Linked DNA regions of Sus scrofa: all the other regions are linked to region 3. The links are chromatin contacts, called in public HiChIP or PLAC-seq maps. All regions are on one chromosome and are shown on one strand. The core of a region is the stretch at or near the end of the contact, and the rest is flanking DNA. Distances in the headings are between cores, read along the strand shown. Region 1 holds the start of CASZ1 (zinc finger protein castor homolog 1). Region 2 has its middle 20 kb from the start of MIR9861. Region 3 overlaps CASZ1 (zinc finger protein castor homolog 1).

Evidence for each region. HiChIP or PLAC-seq counts read pairs in DNA pulled down with a chosen protein or histone mark.
Region 1: a contact with region 3 is called in an H3K27ac HiChIP or PLAC-seq map of skeletal muscle. The contact joins the promoter of CASZ1 here to the enhancer-like site in region 3. A contact is called at or near these places in 6 of 47 Hi-C or Micro-C datasets (embryonic fibroblasts, epiblast stem cells, fetal heart ventricle and 3 more) and 1 of 2 datasets of contacts at active chromatin or transcription factors (skeletal muscle).
Region 2: an H3K27ac HiChIP or PLAC-seq map of skeletal muscle shows a contact between it and region 3. The contact joins two enhancer-like sites. A contact is called at or near these places in 1 of 47 Hi-C or Micro-C datasets (fetal heart ventricle) and 1 of 2 datasets of contacts at active chromatin or transcription factors (skeletal muscle).

Annotation. Positions count from the first base shown.
Region 1 is chr6:71,028,194-71,031,452 of Sscrofa11.1, forward strand. CASZ1 (zinc finger protein castor homolog 1) reads right to left here and starts at 1,302. Exons shown (of 21, transcript XM_021095326.1): 1 at 965-1,302. The coding sequence starts at 1,297.
Region 2 is chr6:71,081,425-71,084,850 of Sscrofa11.1, forward strand. No RefSeq gene overlaps it. Among named protein-coding and RNA genes, the nearest start is that of MIR9861, 20 kb to the left of the region's middle. Within about 2 kb of position 1,692, at least 3 of the 83 cell types and tissues checked have an H3K27ac peak or open chromatin away from gene starts, as enhancers often do. A contact at or near this core is called in skeletal muscle, where this site is marked.
Region 3 is chr6:70,962,024-70,965,565 of Sscrofa11.1, forward strand. The region is part of intron 2 of CASZ1 (zinc finger protein castor homolog 1); the gene reads right to left. Among named protein-coding and RNA genes, the nearest start is that of CASZ1, 66 kb to the right of the region's middle. Within about 2 kb of position 1,513, at least 9 of the 83 cell types and tissues checked have an H3K27ac peak or open chromatin away from gene starts, as enhancers often do. A contact at or near this core is called in skeletal muscle, where this site is marked.

The DNA.
Region 1 (3,259 bases), core at 52-2,551, 66 kb after region 3:
GGACCCAGGCCGGCTCCGGCCGACAGTCACACGGCCCTGAGCCGGTGCCCCGGAACCGGCTCCCTGTGCCCAGCACTGCCAGCCCTGCACCCGGGGGAGGCTGGGGTGGGGGTGGGGGGTAGTGAGGAGCGCCACTTGCCGCGCCCGGAGCAGCGCACTTGAGACAAACTTCCCAGGCACGGATGAAAAAGGGGGCGCCGCTCCCCCTAGCCAAGCAACCTCTCGCCTCCGTTTTCCCACCAGGAGGCACCCCTTGGCATCCCGCGCCTAAGTGAACACTGCCTACCTCTGCCGGTGGCACCTACACCCTGGTACTGGGGCACAAGGGTCGGCTGGAGGGGTTCCCCACCCACCCCTTCCCTTGAGCAAAGTCTTGCAAAGTCACCCCAGGCGCCCCTCACCCCTGCCTCCTTCTCGGCCCCGGAGAGCGCACAAACCCCTGCAGCAGCGAGGGGGGGAGAGCGTAGGGGGAAGGAGTGATTACTGGGTATTGGAGAGCACCTGCCCCCCCACCACCACCCGGGAGCCCGCGGCGCGGGGGGCGCCCCCACCCTGTTTGCAAAGTCCTGCACTCGCGCCCGGCACCTCCCCCTCTTCTTCCCTACCCCGCCGCCCCCTCAGTTGGAGTCAGTGACCCCCAGGAGCAGCAGCCCTCCCCTCCCCCGGAGCCGCGCGCTGGGCATTCCCTGGTCGCGGCAGGCGACGCGCCGCCCCGCGCCCGGGTGCCAACCCTCCGTGCCCCCTGCCTCCCGCACGGCCGGAGTTGGGTGGCAGCCGCCGAGCGCAGGCTGGCTGGCTGGCTGGCTGGCTCGCTCGCTCGCTCGCCCGCTCCCGGCTGCAAGAGGCAGCCCGGGAGGTGGGGGGCTGCACCCGGGCAGGGGGCGAGGCGGGGAGGCACCCCGGGAGGCCCGCAGAACAGAGGGGCGTGGGGGAGCCGCGGCGGAGGGAGCGCCGAGTCTCTTACCTGCACTTGGGGCGGCTTTGGGTGACTTTCCAAGTCCGGGGGAAAAATGTGTGTGTGTTTGGGATGGAGCGCCGCGGGCGCGCATGCGCTGCCCAAAGTTGCCTGATCCCGGATTTTTCGCTCCCAGTCTCCGCTCTCGCCCGCTGTGATTATGGAATTCTCCGCGGCCGAGCGGGCGTGTGGGTGGCATGTAAAACCCGGGCCGGATCGCGGGGCCGGGCTCCGCTCCACCCTCACACCCCCAGACCTTCCCCTGCAGGTTTCTTTCCCACCCACCGCCCGGGCTGAGCTTGACTGGCGCGCGCGAGTGAGACGCGACCTGCGGAGCAGCATCTGAGCTTGCGGCACCTTTCTGCGGCCGGTGAAGCTTTCTCTACCCCTGACTGAGTGGACCTGAGGGGGGGGGACAAGAGAAGAGGGACAGGAGTGGTTACTGTTCACCTGTTCTCAGCCCCGCGAGCCAGTTTGCTTCCCACTTTTCCAGGGAAGAATTAGCTCTTTTCTGCAAGTTGGAGTGTTGAACCCCAAAGAACGTGATGTTCTCACTGTTTGATAGCCGCTCTGCACTTATTCTTTGCAAGGGAGTTTCCATTCAGTCCATTGTGCAAGAAATAAATCCTTAAGTGAGCAAGACAGGCTCTGAAGAATGAACCTGGGGCCGGAGGGGGGGGGAAGCGGAGCAGGTGATGAACATTAAAACAAGTGAATAATATGATTTCAGGGAGTAAAAGGATCATGAAGAAATAAAACGAGACAGTAGGATAAGAGTATCTGGGGAGAGCTTCTTTCCTATGCCCAGGTGAGAGTGAAGGCCTCTCTGAGAGAGAACCTTCATACCCCATTGGAGAAACCCCCCCTGTGCTCCCTTTGCCCCCTTTGCCCACCTTGCCCCCTTCCCAGGTGGCTTGAGGTGGCCACCCCAGGCTGAGCCAGCAGCAGTAGCTCCTGTCCTGCCTTTTGCAGCTAGGCGATCCCTATCCCAGGACTGAGCGAGTCAAGGTACCTGTGTTCCCTTCTGAATAAGAACAGGATGGAATTAGACTTGAAAGGAAGGCTCCGGAACACTCCCACGGTGAGATGGGAGAAATTGACCACCATAGTAAACAAATAACTGAATGATTCCTTGAATAGGTGAATAAACATTCAAAGTATGACCAGCAGCTTTAAGAAGGGTCCAACAGAAGGCATGAAACTATGCCACAGGCTGGAAAACACTGTTGCAGGCTGGTAGACTCGGAGATCTAATCAGCAAGGTTTCTGCAAAACCTCTCGGGACGAGCGAAGGGTGATGACCTAGAAGCGGGGAGGTGGGTAGGCCTTCTAACTTTTGACTCTGGGCTCATTCCACTGGGTCGTAGTTGGGGGGGTGGGGTAGGGTGGGGGGGCAATGTAAAGACAGACATCCTTAACAGCTTGGGTTTGGGGGGGGTCACCAGCACTCACCAGCCACATAACCTCTGTGCCTCAGTTGCCTCAACAGTAAATGGGGATAATAATAGCACTATTGCCTGGGTGTGTTGTGAGGCTAAAATGAGTTAATGCAGGGAAAGTGCCTGGGCCAAGACAGTGATCGATAAATGCCAGTAATTGTCATTGCTCCTTGGGACATCCAGTGCTCCCTCTGCTTCTCAGTTCTTCCTGTCCTCTCCCCATTCCTTCTCCTCTTCTGCCTTTTTTTTTTTTTTCCTCCAGCAATGGTCCTTCACTCATTCATGCACTCAGCAGGCATTTGCGGAGCCCCAGTGAAGAGCACATCCTCCTCCAGGGCTGGGGAGACGAAAAAGAACTCACAGGGCTTGTCTCCAAGGAGCTGGCTGGGGAGTTTGCTGGCCTCTCCCCTACCCCCGCTTCCTGCTATAAGGCTCGACCCGCACACCCCAACGGCCACAATTCACCCACCAAAATGTACTAAAACATTAATTCTTCCCTCCACTTTGTTTTTCTCAGATGCTTCTCAATTGTCCCATTTCCCCAAAGGAGTCTTTCTACCTCCTCTGAAGGAGCCACTTCGGGGGTGGGGGAAGCTGGAAAGAGTGACAAGCTGGAGGAGGGGGGAGGACTTTGGGGTGGGGTGAAAAGGCAAGACTCCTCTTCTTTTCCCAACCACCAACCCCCAACTCAGAAAAAAAAAAAAAAAAAAATTAAGCAAAGCAAAGGATCCATAGGTAGCCCTGGTCCCCAGAGCCTCCAGTGTCTTATTCCCCACCCCCAGCTCCCTTTGCAGGGACTGAAATCAGATGCTCTTTGCCTCGTTTGCTTCATTTTAGCATTTCCTGAGCTTTCCCTAAAATAAGC
Region 2 (3,426 bases), core at 442-2,941, 120 kb after region 3:
CAGGCCCTGCAGGAGTCCCCAAGGTCACCAGGCCCACCCTGGACCCATACCGGGTACTAGGCAAAAGACAGTACCCATGCAAGCCCCCTATCTACATACTGGTATCTGGGTGCTGGGCCCTGAAGTCCCAGCCTGGTCCAGCACTCTGTCCTCCTGGCCCAAGTCTTTTGCCTCTTGCCGTGTCTTTTTTTGGGGGGGTGCGGGGGGGGCATGCCTGCGTCATATGGTGGTTCCCAGGCTAGAGGACCAATCGGAGCTACAGCTGCCAGCCTACACCACAGCCACAGCCACATCAGATCCAAGCTGAATCTGCAACCTACACCACAGCTCACAGCAACGCCAGATCCTTAACCCACTGAGCGAGGCCAGGGATTGAACCCACCCTCAGGGCTCCCAGTCGGATAGGTTTCTGCTGCGCCACGATGGGAACGCCTCTTGTTCTGTTTCCTTTCTTACCTTGATCATCACTCTTTTTTTTTTTTTTCTTTTTAGGGCCGCATCTGTGGCACATGGAACTTCCCAGGCTAGGAGTCGACTTAGAGCTTCGGCCACACCAATGCCAGATCCGACCCACACCTGTGATCTATACCGCCGTCTGCGGCAATGCTGGACCCTTAACCCACTGAGCGAGGCCAAGGGTCGAACCTACATCCTCATGGACACTACGTCAGGTTCTTAACCTGCCGAGCCACAATGGGAACTCCCTGATCATCACTCTTGACACATAGAACAGAGTTATGAACTTGACAGCCCCTTACAGAGAAGATTAGGAAATACCACCTTCCTGCCTTGGTCTACACGGAGAAAAACCCCCTTGCGGTTTGACTCAGGTATCACCATGACAACCATCCCCTGGACCAGCACCCGTGATCACCATGACGACCATCATGGCCGGCCTCATCCCAGGCTTCTTTGCCCCTGTGACCCTGCCCCGTCAGATTCCTTTGCTTGGAGTGTTTTTCCCCCTGACACCTCCACGGTGATGACTTAACTCAAGAACCAGCCCCCCTCCCCCAGGAAGCATCTCACCCTCAAGTCTGGGTTGGGATCCCCTTCTCTGCTCCCAGGACCCATTCCGCTCCCTTAGGTCAGGCCCTGGGCGGTTCACCAGTCTTATTGCTCTCCCGCCTGCCCTCTAGATGGTGAGCTCCTTGGGGGCAGGGCTGAGTCCTTAGCTTTATATTCCTGGCGCAGAGCCTGGCGCCGAGTGGGAGCTCAAGAAATATTTGTTGAATTCGATGAAGGCTTGTTAAACAAACGTAGGAAATGTTGCAAATCATGAATCAGAGAGCTTTTGGCAGGAAAGAAGAGGGGGGGATGTTCTCTCTTCCTCAGGGTGGGGCCAAGGAGGGGAGAAATGGGGGGAGCTGCCTGTGGACTGGGGAGGGCAATGGGGCGACTGTGGTAAAACTTCCCTGGCCGGGAATATACTCGGTCAGCTGGGAAGCCCGCTCAGACCATAGCCTCTGGCCCGGTGTTCAGCAAAGTGGGGTCAGGGGTTCAGCTGCCCACCAGCCTGGCCCTTTCCTTGGGGACCCTCTGCCTGGGGGAGGTGGAGGAAGAGGAGGCAGACCGCCCCCCGCCACAGCCATGCGCCCTGTGGCCTCCACTCGACCCCTTTAAGACAGGCCGGGCGGCCTCCCTTTGCTTGTTGAAACTGTTCAGTTTTCGGACAGGACAGAGGAGGGGGGCGGGGGGGAGGTCACACCTGTTGTGGAACTTGAGAGAAGGCTTATTTATAAATGTTCAGGGCTCGGGATTCTTGCGGAGCTGATGTCCGGAGGGGAAGGTCACCAAAATGCTTGTTTATAAAAGCAACAGCAACTGGGAACTCCATAAACGGGCTAAACGATGAAATTAACAAGCCACCAGAGGCGGGGCACGGCGGGGCACGGCGGGGCCTCTCCTGCTCCGGGCACTGCCGCCGGGCAGAGCCCCAGGCCTGCCTCCAAGCCAGGTCCCTCCCTGGCCCCAGCAGCCCTGCCCGCCCCCCCAAGGCCCGGCCTCCCGGCCTCCCTCCGTGCCACCCCCACCCCACGCCCGCCCTTGCCCGTCCCGACCCAGGGACCCAGCCCACGCGGTAGCTCGTCCAGGGTGCAGCTCTTGCTAAGCCATCCCGGCAAGCGCTGTTCCTTCATCACCCCAAGGTGAGCACCTCTGGGTCCCCAACTTCCCTGAACCCCCAAATTGCTATGCTGGTGCCCAATTGGGGGGGTTGTTAGTTTTTTGTTTTTATTTTTTTTCTCTCTGTGGCCAGAGGCAACCTTCCAGCCTGCCCCTGCCCTACCTAGGGATGGGCCTGGGGCTCACTTGGAAGTGGCAGAGGGCAGGTATTCTGCCCCCCTCCCCGCCCCCGCACCATGGTCACCCACTCCCTGGCCTGTCCAATTCCCAGTTTCAGGAAAGCTGTGTTTTCCTTGGGTGACTGATGGCTGAACAGGTGGCTTCTGGGTTAGAGAGTGTCAAGTGAACAGCGGCCGGGAGAAGTGGCCCTTTTATGGCTCACTTTCGCTGCTCGCCCCGTTCTTGGCCGCTGACAGCTCCCTGGCCACCCCCCGCCCCACGACCCGGGTGAGGTCGTGTGTCAGGCTGCCCACCCATCCTGGCCCTGCAGCCCACCAGCCGGGCCGTCCACACACGGATTCCTCACCGAGGGGGCGTGGGGACAGCTGAGGGGGGGAGTGAAGCCTGCCCTCCTGCACACCCTCACACACTAACACGCACGCACACGCCACACATGTGATCACAGACACTTGCGAACATATAGTCACATGAGAGGACACGAGTTCCCTTGGACGCCAAACGCCTGCCCCTGCCTCTCCATTTTCCCTCAAATTCAGCCAGGGTTGGCCAAATGACTGCGTGCCCAGCAGCGTGCCCAGCCACTCCTGGACCCGACGTGCACAGCAACTCTCAGCCCGCCTTGTACATACACAGGCTCCCTGCGGGCCTCTCCCCCTAGCCTTTGCCTCAGTTTCCCGCCGTGTGTGTCTCTCTCTGTCTCAGAGACTCCTAATCACTCTCCTTCCTCTCTGTGTCTCTGAGTCAGTCTGTTTCTGTTTGCCTTCTTCTTTCTCTGCTCTCTCTCCCTACCTTGTTCTAGATAAATCTGTCCCTTTGGGTCTTTCTCTCCTTCCCTCTCTCCTCTCCCTGTCGCCCCTCCCCCTGTCGCCCCTCTCCTCTCCCTCCCTGGCACATCCCCGACCCTGTCAGCACATCTCCAGCATCCTCATTGTCAGATCTAGTTTCTCCCTCAGCCTCACGACCCAGAATTTCCTTTTTTTTTTTTTTTTGGTCTTTTTAGGGCCGTGCCCACTGCGTTGGGAAGTTCCCGGGCTAGGGGTCAAATCAGAGCTGAAGCCACTGGCCTACACCACAGCCACAGCAACGCCAGATCTGAGCCCTGTCTGCGACCTCCACCACAGC
Region 3 (3,542 bases), core at 263-2,762:
CAGGACCCGCTGCCTCCCTGTCCCATCGATACATTTCCACCTGCTTTCCTCCTGCATCCCGGCTGCTGTCACAGTCGGCTCTGCTCTGGCCATCTCAGCTGGCACGGCCTCAGCTTCACGAACACCCCGACCCCAAAGCCCTCCTTCCCCCGGACCCTGGGGTTCTTCTTAAGTCCCGACCACGTCAGGGACCGGGTCCACCCCACAGTCACACCAACCTAGCCTCTGCCCGAGGCTCAGTTCACTCCAGTTCTGGGTGGACACACATCTAGCATCTGTTTCCCAAATCCAGGACCCGGACGCGCTTTCTCGGTGGGGTTTTCTGTGGGGAGGTTGAAGAGGTCCCCCCATCCTTGCAGAAAGGGGGGTGTGAGGTGAACACCATGCCGGCTTTAAAAATACCCCGGGTTAGAGCAGAGGCCACGTGGTCAGAACCGGACTATAAATAAGCCACACATCGTTTCCCAGCGCCATGGCCCCCTCCCCAGCACCCAGAACCTTTCTGAAGAAATCAAAGTGAACACGACTGTTACCAAGTCACTACTAAAATATTTACCAGCCTGGCGAAGTGCCGAAGGTGCTTGGCACCGAGTGTTTGCTTATTTACAAGGCTGTTTTAAAGGGCAGAAAGCAAAATAAGGTAACCTGAGCTATGAAACCAAGGGGGCCAGGTGGTACCTACCAGCTGTCAGCTGTCCCAGGCACGCAGGGAGCTGGAAGCACACTGGTGGAGATGCCCCCCACCCCCAAATGGCTCGGAAAAGCGAACAGACCAGCCTTGGAGCTCCCGAATAACCCAACCAGCCCGGGCGGGGGCTTGGCGGCGGGGGGAGCAGAGGGAGCGCCAGAAATGAGAGGTGCTTCTGTCCCAGCCCACACCACGAGGCCGGCACAGGCCCCCAGGCTGCCCTGACTTGGGATCCTCACTCCGGGGGCACCCCAGGCACACTGCCCTTTCCAGGGGTGGGGGCCTCCAAGGGGCGGAGAGGGCGGGCAGAGGGGAAACCAGGCAGTGTCCCCCCCCCAACCCTGGAGGAGGACCTTGGGGAGACACGCTGGGCCCGAGGAGGAGACCGCACTTAAGCGTCTTCTTCCTCTTCTTCCTCTTTCTTTGAAGTTCTCTGGTGGTTTGAATTTAATTTTGATTTTCTCAACTTTAGCAGATTGAAGTTGAAATAACCTACAAATTACTTAATGTGCTGTAAATCTGGGGGAATTCAGGAGTAATGGGGACCACATGTCGGCGGGAAGAAGCCCACAGAAGGCTGAGGGGACGTGGCCATCACAGACCTGCAGGGGGCCCTCCCAGGCAGGGACCCTGACACCCAGGCCGCCCTGGCAGGAGGGGGCTTGGGCTCCCCTTGGGGTCGGGGGTAGGATTCCCCAACTGGCCCGCAAGCCCTAGATGGACACAGCGAGAACGTGTTAAGACAGTGGACGGACCAAGTCGCCGCCAGGGGCGGCCTGGTGACCGTGGACAGGGGGCAGCCAAGTAGGCTGCGTGCCAGGCGCCTGCCAGGCCCCTGGGCTGCGCCAATGCCGCCGTGCTGGCCCTGCTCCCCTCTGGCCTCGCGCTGCATGTGTGTGGCTGTCAGCTGGGCTCCCCCCCCTTCTCCCCCTCCCGCCCTCCCTCTTCAGCAGGTTTCTCTCAAGTACTAAAGCCATATGGTTCCAGTTAAGCTCCATATTTTTCCTTGTCGATTGAAGAGACACACTTTCCTCTTTGCCAGACAGTTTGCAGATTGCTCTGTTGGCTCAATTTCTTATTGGATTTCTCAAAAAACCTGACATTTTAAATTAATTTACAGCCACAACAAAAAGAGTTCAGAATTTTAATGGTGTTGTAAGTAATTTTTAGGTAATCCACTCCAGATTTTGATATTAACCTTTGAAACTGGAGTTCATTCAGCTACTAAGTCACCATCCCCAGTCAGATCCCAGACCTGGGGGAGGCCAGGATGGGCAGGAGCCAGAAACGGGTTCTGGGGACCCTGTTCTGCCAGGAAACCCCAGAGGGGCAGTGCCCAGGGAACCCTGGATCAGGGAGTGCCAGTGCCAGTGTGGAGGGGGTGGCCGGGGGCCTGGAAGATGGCAGGGCAGGTGCTGAAGAGTAAGTGTGGGGGCAGGGGGGCCTGCTGAACATTCGAGAAGAACAACCCCCCTGCGCCTCCGGCCAGACTCAGCAGGGGGGCAGCCACCCCAGGTCCCTCAGGAGCAAGAGGAGGGCTCAGGGCATGCCCGAGGCGCCACCTCAGTGCACCAGGAAATAACAGTGGGAACAGTAACGATAACAAGGATGACAGCTAACATTTGCCGAGCACTCCCGTGTGTCAGGCAACGTATTAAGTGCTTTCCACACACAAGATCTCACTGATGCCTCGAAACCACGGGGTAGCTCCGACCACCATCCCGACTAATCATTTTCCTTCCTGTTTTTGGCCACACCGGCGGCATACAGAAGTTCCCGGGGCCAGGGATCGAACCCGTGCCACAGGAGCGACCCGAGCTGCTGCCGTGACAACGCTGGATCCTTAACGCCCCGAGCCACGAGAGAGCCCCATAGGAATGCTTCACGTTTATCGAGCGCTTTAAAGGGCAACAGAAACCCTGTAGGAAAGTTATACGATTCACATCCCCGAGTTTCTCGGGAGGAAGTGAGGCCGGGAGAGGTGAAGTCAGGTCTCCCCACGGGCTGCTGTTTACCAAGAGCCAGAGCTGCTGGGACCCCATCTTCTCCTTTCCCTCTCCCCACACTGTTTCTCCTTTCACAAAATGCTACAACATATTCATTGCCCTCTGAGAGCTTCTGGCTGGAGCTGGAGGGCGACAGGGAGGGGGTGTGTCCCCCAGGCCAGCCAGGCTGGGGGCTGCCGGGGACGCCACCACTTCCTGGGGCTGCCTCGGGCCCGGCTGGAGGCCGCACGCCAATCCGGACAGAGGAAACTCCAGGCATGGGAAGCGGAGGCCTCGCCAACGTCTTTACTAGGCTCTGGCACTGCGCAGCCCCTGCCTGGGTACCGTGCCAGCTTACTACAGCAGCAGTGTTAGCATTCCTTTCCTGCAGGAGCTTCCCTGGGCACCCAGGAAAGGAGATGCAAAGATGGGGCCCCAGCCAAGGCCCTCCCAGTCCCTGGAGGGTCCTCACGCCAGCAGCGATCCAGGGCCCAGAAGGGAGACCAGAGAGAGGCTGGACGGGGGCTGCCCGGCCCCGGGGGCGTCTTCCTTGGCCCTCTCCTGTCTTGGTTTGGGAAAATGGTTTGTGGGTGACCAAACCCACTGGGATGTCACGTAAATAGCACCGCATGGAACGGCAGGCCAGTTTCCCCACCATCAAAGCTGGGACAAAGGAGGGCTGCGAGGAGGACAGGGGCCGCCAGAAAAGCTTTCCCTTGGCTTTGGAAGTGAACAGAGCCCCTGCCCACATGCGTGAGAAGGACCAACGGCTAAGCGAGGGCAGAGAGGGCACCTGCGAGAGCCAAGGTCAGGTCCGAAACCTGTTAGGGAGAGTGGAGTGGGAGGAGCCCAGGCAGACGGAGAAGTGG